Regions from separate parts of the Mus musculus genome. Here region 1 is linked to region 2. Evidence: chromatin contacts called from public promoter capture Hi-C data. All regions are on one chromosome and are shown on one strand. The core of a region is the stretch at or near the end of the contact, and the rest is flanking DNA. Distances in the headings are between cores, read along the strand shown.

What was found. Capture Hi-C pulls out chosen DNA fragments and counts their contacts.
Region 1: a contact with region 2 is called in a promoter capture Hi-C map of adipose tissue. The contact joins two enhancer-like sites. A contact is called at or near these places in 2 of 115 datasets of contacts at active chromatin or transcription factors (embryonic stem cells and memory CD8 T cells) and 2 of 9 other capture datasets (adipose tissue and liver).

Annotation. Positions count from the first base shown.
Region 1 is chr4:117,217,217-117,221,079 of GRCm38.p6, forward strand. All of the region lies in intron 7 of Armh1 (armadillo-like helical domain containing 1), which reads right to left. Among named protein-coding and RNA genes, the nearest start is that of Gm23287, 8.3 kb to the left of the region's middle. Within about 2 kb of position 1,840, at least 48 of the 459 cell types and tissues checked have an H3K27ac peak or open chromatin away from gene starts, as enhancers often do. A contact at or near this core is called in adipose tissue, where this site is marked.
Region 2 is chr4:117,047,112-117,050,853 of GRCm38.p6, forward strand. All of the region lies in intron 4 of Eif2b3 (eukaryotic translation initiation factor 2B, subunit 3), which reads left to right. Among named protein-coding and RNA genes, the nearest start is that of Eif2b3, 30 kb to the left of the region's middle. Within about 2 kb of position 1,965, at least 30 of the 459 cell types and tissues checked have an H3K27ac peak or open chromatin away from gene starts, as enhancers often do. A contact at or near this core is called in adipose tissue, where this site is marked.

The DNA.
Region 1 (3,863 bases), core at 590-3,089, 170 kb after region 2:
GCCCAGGCTCCAAAGGAGTGTAAGAAGATATGTTTATGATAAATTCCTGGCTGGGAGCAGCAGGTTCTGCAACGTAGTCAGATATTCCAGGAGATAAATATTTACTTCTGCCAACCCACTTTAAACTGAATGCTTCATCTTCCATTGGTTATGTAACTAGAATGCTCGAAGCTCCTGGGACAAATGAAGATTTTTCTCACCCAGCCAGTTCTGTGTTTTGTGTTCGCAGCTGTCACTGGTTATACCCAAAGAGAGAGAAGCAGGGCCCTGCCTCTCTGCTGAGACATTTGCTCTCTGAGCAAGCACTTTACGGACTCATCCCCACCCCTTGGCCAACCCGGATGGGGCATGCGCTCGCTACAGGACCTGTGCTGAGGAGATAGAGGGGGCAGTGATCAGCAGATGTAAGGTGGATGCCATGGACACTTAGTTCAAGAGGAAAGAGTCATATCTCAAGTCCAGAAAGCCCACAGCCTGAAGCTGGATGAGGCAGCACGTGCCTATAAGAGCAACACTCGGGAGCTGGAGGGCCACTGCTTACTTCATATAGAGTTTGAGGCCAGTCTAAGCTGTCTAAGACTCTGTCTAAAAAAACCAAAGCAAAACAACTCACCCTTGTCTGCACCAGGATGCCTCGTGCTTTCCTGCTGATCCCTCTGAACAGATGAAGAAGTTGAGGGCAAGTGGCCTTGTTAGGGGGCCAGTGAGCAGGAAAGCTTCTACCAGGGTTAATGTTCCTGTGGCAAAAGGACCTTACAAGTGGCCAAGTAACCAAAGTTGGTGGTGGCGCACGCCTTTGACCTCTGCCTTGGGAGGCAGAGGCAGGCAGATCTCTGAGTTCAAAGTCAGCCTGGTCTACAGAGTGAGTTCCAGAACAGCCAGGGCTACATGGAGAAATCCTGTCTCGAAACAAAACAAAGGAACAAAATAAGTGGTCCAGCACTTGGATATCCCGTGTGTGCGGGAGAATAAAATATTCCATCCCAGGTGTGTGTGTGTTTGGCTTTGGCATTTTAGAATTGCTTTTTGCTACTGTTTTTTTTGTTGTTGTTGTTTTGTTTTTTTGTTTGTTTGGGTTTTTTTTGTTTTTGTTTTTGTTTTTTTGAGACAGGATCTTTCTACATAGTCCCAGATAGCCTAGAACTAACTAACTATGTAGTCCAGGCTGGCCTTGAACTCATAGAGATCCACCTGCCTCTGCCTCCTGAGTGCTGGGAATAAAGGTATGTGCCACCATGCCCAGCATCAGAGTTGGTTATCAGAGAAACTGTACGGCCTCTTGTAGATAGGAACAGGTCTGGAAGGCCGCCCTTCTCTTAAAGGGGCTGACATTATGAAGGAAATCTGTCTTAGCCAGCTCGTGGCTATGCACAGGCTTTTCTATGACGTACCCTCCTTTTTGCTTAGGGAAGATCTTTTCATGACAGAAGAGGTTGGGGTCCGACACTTGCCCAGACAGATTGCATCACAGGTGGTTTTTGACTAGGGACTTTGTGTAACCGGAAATCCTTTTGTGCCTCCTCCCAGCAACCTTCCATAAAGAGCAGCCACTTCCTTTTCCTCCATAACTGGAAGCCTGAATGCCTCTACATAAAGTTCAGTTAACCAGCACCTCCCTTCAGCCTCATACTCTGTAGGATTCTACAGAGTTTTTTTTTTCTGTTACTCTGTCTATAAATCATTTTACAGATGAAGATGATCATGCCTTGACAGCGAACAGACTAAATCTAAAGCTGGTGTACACATGCAGTCACTTCCACGGTGCCCACCCATGTCTTTGCTGCTAGAGTCTTGGGAAACCGGTTTACTGTGCACTTCTGGACGAGACTGCCACCTGCTGGCTGCACAGAGGAAGCACGCTTCAGCATAAATTTTCTTTCTTTTCTACTGGAATATCCTTGCAGGCTGTACTTGACCAGTCACATGCTCTCTGATTCCTGAGTGTTCTGCTGCCCTTTTAACTACATTCTATTCAAATACTAATGTTGAAGCACTAAAAATAGATTAACTCATACATTTTTAATTACACCGTATTCAAAGACCAATGCTGAAACACTAAAAATAGATGGATTAATTATTAGACATGGAGCCTTCACTGTTAGATCAAACTGGCCTTCATTTTGTGGCAGTCCTCCTGCTACCGCCTCCATCGTCGGCGGTTACAGACACATGCCATCATGCCCAGATAAAAATACTTTCAGAGAATTGCTTTTTAAGAGCTGAGGAGGACTGATGAGATGGTTCAGTGGACAAAGACACTTGAAACCAAGCCTCATCAACTGAGTAGGATCCCAGGGTTGCATGGTGGAAGGAGAAAAGTTCTGCTAGTTATCCCCCAACCTTGCCATCCCTGTGGCATGCACACCCCCTCCCAAATAAATAAATAAGGCAGGAGAGGCTCAGCAGTTAACACACTTTTTTTTGTTGTTGTTTTGTTTTGTTTTGTTTTTTTTTGACAGGGTTTCTCTGTGTAGCCCTGGCTGTCCTGGAACTCACTCTGTACACCAGGCTGGCCTCGAACTCAGAAATCCACCTGCCTCTGCCTCCCGAGTGCTGGGATTAAAGGCGTGGGCCACCACTGCCCGGCATTAACACACTTGTTAAGCAAGCTTGAGAACTGGAGTTCATGTCCCCAGCACCCAGGTAAACTGGGCTAGCACTGTGGCTGGGTTGCACTCTTAGCACTAGGGAACTAGAGACAGAGATCCCAGGGGCAAGCTGGTTAGCCCAGCTCATCACATTGGTGAGTTACAGGTTCAGCTAGAGACATTAACATGTAAACAGAGTGGCTAAGGAAGACCTCTGATGTCATTTTCTGACCTCCATGCACATGTGTGCGAGTGCACACACACACACACACACACACACACACACACACACACACACACAACTTTAAAGTCTAGCCAGACTCAGCTGAGAGAAGCTGAGATAAGTGGGTTGGTTAAGTGCTGGGGATCAAGGCTATCCTGGATAATGCAGCAAGAATCTGTCTCCAAAATGCAAACAAAAAATATATTATCAGTATTGTTATTGTATTTGTTTGTTTACTTATTTACTTACTTATTTGTGACAGGGTCTATCTTTATAGTCCTTGTTGTCTTGGAGCATGCTACATGGACTATGCTGTTCTAGAATTCACAGAGATCTCCTGAGTGCTGGGATTAAAGTTGTGTGCCACCAAACCCAGCTTGTTATTATTGTTATTTTTAAACAATAAAGAAAATCGATAAAGTATAAACATAAGCTATGGATGTGACATATGTGCTGATGACCCAGGAGTTATGGTGACATGTTCTCTGTCTCTCTCTCTCTCTCTGAAGTCTCCTGTAGCTAGACTATACTCAAGCTTACTATGTAGCTAAGTATGAACTTGAATTACTGATCTTACCAGTTTGTTTGTTTGAAGACAGAATCTTACTTTGTAGCTCAGGCTGGCTTTGAACTTATGACATTCATCCTGTTCATCCTGTCCCAACCTCTTGAGTGCTAGGATTACAGGTGTGAACCTATCTCAGTTATCTGCTCTCTGCTCTTCTAGGCAAGTGCGGTGGTTTGAATAGGAATGGCCCCCCAGAGACTCGTGTGTTTAAATGCTTGGGCCATATAGAGTGGCACTATGAGGAGGTGTGGCCTTGTTGGAGTCGGTGTGGTGTTGTGGGGCCAGGCTTTGAGGTTTCCTGTGCTAAAACTCCACCCAATGTGGAACACAGTCTCCTTCTGCTGCCTGTGGATCAAGATGTAGAACTCTTGGCTCCTTCCCCAGCATATTTCTGCCATGCTTCCTGCCATGATGATAATGCACTGAACTTCTGAGCCTGTAAGCCAGCCCCAATGAAATGTGAGAGTGAGAGTGGCTATGGTCA
Region 2 (3,742 bases), core at 715-3,214:
CGTAGGTTTTGCCTGTGTGTATGTCTGTACACTATGTGCATGCTTGGTCCCTTGCACAGAGAGCAGAGGACAGCTTCAGGTCCCTTGGGACTAGAGTTACAGGCGGTTGGTAGCCTCTATGTGGATGATGAGAACAGAAGCAGGGTCCTCTTCAAGAGCAGCCAGTGCTCTTTACTTCTGAGCCATTTCTTCAGCTCCATCCAGCCTTACTCAGATGTCACTGTTGAGCTTTGGAACAGAGAGGGACTCCGTGGCTGCTTTCATGCCTGTGGTTTCAGTGTTTCTGGTGGCTCCACCTCTTTTCTTTACTTCTGCTTCACTTCCTTCCAAGGCTTTTACTCTTTTGATTAATTTCTACTTTGCTTCAATTAGTTAGTTAATTAATTAATTAATGAGGCAGAGATCCGCCTGCCTGTGCTTTGCCTTGTTCCCTACTTTACCTCTCTGTCGCTGGTAGTCTCTGCTCTTGGCCCCTACCTCCTCTTGCTGTGTTCTTCAGACTTAGAATTGCTTAGTATGTTTTCCTTTTCTAAGGAGCCTCAAGCATTGCTTCAATATCAGATCTGCCATTGTCTATAGATTCAAAGCCCAGGTGCTCTCTCTCTCCATTGCACCATAGGAGCCTTCATCTACCATCTTCTCTAATGGCCTGTTCAGGCTTTCAGGTGCCTGGTTCTAATATTCTGGAAGAGGCTGTGGTGTTGCTGTGACCACAGCTATCATTCTTAACTCAGAGGCCACCATCCATCCCAGGACTGAGAAAGATATCTGGGTGCTCAGCTTCGAGAGCTGGGCTTCTCCTTGATTTAGTTCATCATCCAGGAGCCTGACCGTGACTTGTTTGCAAACAGCAGGTTCTGTGAGAGTGGAAACAGAAGCTACAAATGTCTCTGCAGCATTAGTGTCAGCTATCCTCCTTTAGTCAGAGCTAGTTACTGCCTTGCAGTAGTGGCTCATGCCTTTAATCTTAGCATTTGAGAGGCAGAGTCAAGGGGATCACTTGAGTTCCAGGCCAGCCTGGTCTAGAGAGAGTTCCAGGACAACCAGGGTTACACAAAGAAACCCTGTCTTAAACAGTCTGCCATGGCTGTCCTGGAACTCACTCTGTAGACCAGGCTGGCCTCAAACTCACAGTGGTCCACCTGCCTTAGCCTCCCAAGTGCCGGGATCAAAGGTGTGCACCACCAGCACCTGGCTAGTCTGGTTTTTAAGTAGGGTTTTCTGTTGTTTTGTTGTTGTTGTTTTTCGAGACAGGGTTTCTCTGTGTAGCTGGCCTCAAACTCAGAAATCCGCCTGCCTCTGCCTCCCAACTGCTGGGATTAAAGGTGTGTGTCACCACTGTCCTGCTTGAGTTTTCTGTTGTTTGGGACAGGGTTAGTGTGTTTTGCTGGCTGCCCTGGAACTCACTGTGTAGGTAGGGCTGGCCTTGAAGTTGCTGTAGCCCCCTACCCTGTCTCCATACAGACATTATTACTTGTCTGTGCCATTGCTCCTACTCGTATAATTTTGATTTGTTTTTAATTTGTATAGCTTGTTTGTGTCTGTATAATGAGTAAATATTTATCCTATCGTCTGGTTTTGGCATCAGGATCATGCTAACTTCATAAAATGGGTTAGAATTTTGAACGCCCAAGTGTAACACTTTTTATGGAGTAGGAGTACAGTTTTACTCTTGGAATGAATAAAAACTGTAGAAAAGATAGAAACGTCAATCAGAGAAGTAAAAATCAAGTAGGAATATTTGAATGTGACATAATTTTTGAGAAATCAAAGTTCACAGTCTTATTTGTTTTCTCGGCCTTGTTTGTGCAGTCTTGCTTCATGGGTAGACATTCTGGTTACCCGTTCTGCTCCCAAGTGGAATTCACTTCGATAAAGCAAGACAGAAAAGAAGCCTCTCCAAGAGCCTGTAATCTTTAGTCAGAGTTTCCAGTTACTGTGGCAACAATAAAGAAACAATACAGGGAGGAAGGCCATGTAGCAACAGAGCCAAAAATTGCCTGGCTGGAAATTATTGCTCTCAGGACATTCAAGTGATTCAAGGTTTTTGTGAGCCTAAGAACTGATATGTTAAACACTCCAAGTTAGATCCAGAACTCTATTAAGTTGATAGCTCATAATTAGACAGTCACAAACTTTTCTACAGTCTCAAATTGTCATGTAATGGATGAATTAATATATTTCAGAGCTGTGTGTGTGCCATTTGGAGTTCTCTTCAGAATTTAGCTTCAAATTGACCATATTTGCTTTTCCTATGGATTTCACTAATTTTGATTTTTGGAAAGAACTGTATAATTTTTCCCTCGTTCAGATTCAAACACTGCATATGATGAAATGGCCAGCTACCATGTGATTGATGGTCTCAAGTGCTTCAACCACCAGAGCTAAATGTTACACAACTAACACTTTTTTGTAGATAAACAAACAGCTACAGCTAACAGTGAAGCATACCAGGTATGGTAGTATGCAGCTGTAATCCCATCTCTCCAGAGGCTGAGACAGGACAGTCATGAGTTCAAGTCCAGCCTCGGTTATATATTGAGTTATGTATGTGTATGTCAGTTACTTGCACACATGTACTTGTGTAAAGGCCAGAAGTTAACATCATGTGTCTTCCCCTGCCCATCCCCCCTTTAAGGCATGGTCCTCACTGTACCTGAACCTGCTATTTCTGCTAGACTGGGATCTCTTTGTCTTTGCCTCCACACCCAGTGCAGGAGGTAGAGACACACATGCTACCTTCCCCAGTTTTTATGTGGATACTGAGGATTGATCCAAACTCAAGTCCTCGTGCTTGCATAAAAGCACTTGATCCATTGAGCATAAGAGTAAGAATTTGTTTTATTTTTTTTTCAAGAGATTTTTTTTTTAATATGAGTACACTGCAGCTGTCTTCAGACACACCAGACGAGGGCATCGGATTCCATTACAGATGGTTGTGAGCCACCATCTCAGGACCTCTGGAAGAGCAGTCCCTTAACCGCTGAGCCATCTCTCCAGCCCTTCATTTTTTTTTTTAAAGATTGATTGATTGATTGATTGATTGATTACATGTAAGTACACTGTAGCTGTCTTCAGACACTCCAGAAGAGGGAGTCAGATCTCATTACGGGTGGTTGTGAACCACCATGTGGTTGCTGGGATTTGAACTTCGGACCTTCGGAAAAGCAGTCAGGTGCTCTTACCCACTGAGCCATCTCACCAGCCCTAGCCCTTCATTTTTTAACTTAAATTTTTGTTTGTTTGGGGTGTTTTTTTTTTCCTCCAAGACAGGGTCTCACTGTGTAGCTCTGGCTATCCTGGAATTTATTCTAGACTAGGCTGGTCTTGAACTCACCTGCCTCTACCTCCAAAGTGCTGGCATTAAAGGTGTGTGTCTATGGCAACTTAAATATTTTAATAGCTTGGTCGATAATACTATTATAAATTCTTTACATATGTTAACTCATATAATCATAACAAACCTATGTATTAACGACTATTAGTCCTATTTAACTGAAGAATAGAGGGTTTAATTAATGTACATATAAAGATATTTATTTATGATTATAAATATATAAAATATATGAGATTCATACCTCATGGACTACCTTTAGAAGCCCAGCTCTTAATTGTTATACTCTGTTTCTTCTGCGTCTACATGTCTTTAGATATACACGCTGACCAGGTGGCAGTGGCGCACACCTTTGATCCCAGCGCTTAGAGGCAGAATCAGGTGAATCTCTGAGTTTGAGACCAGCCT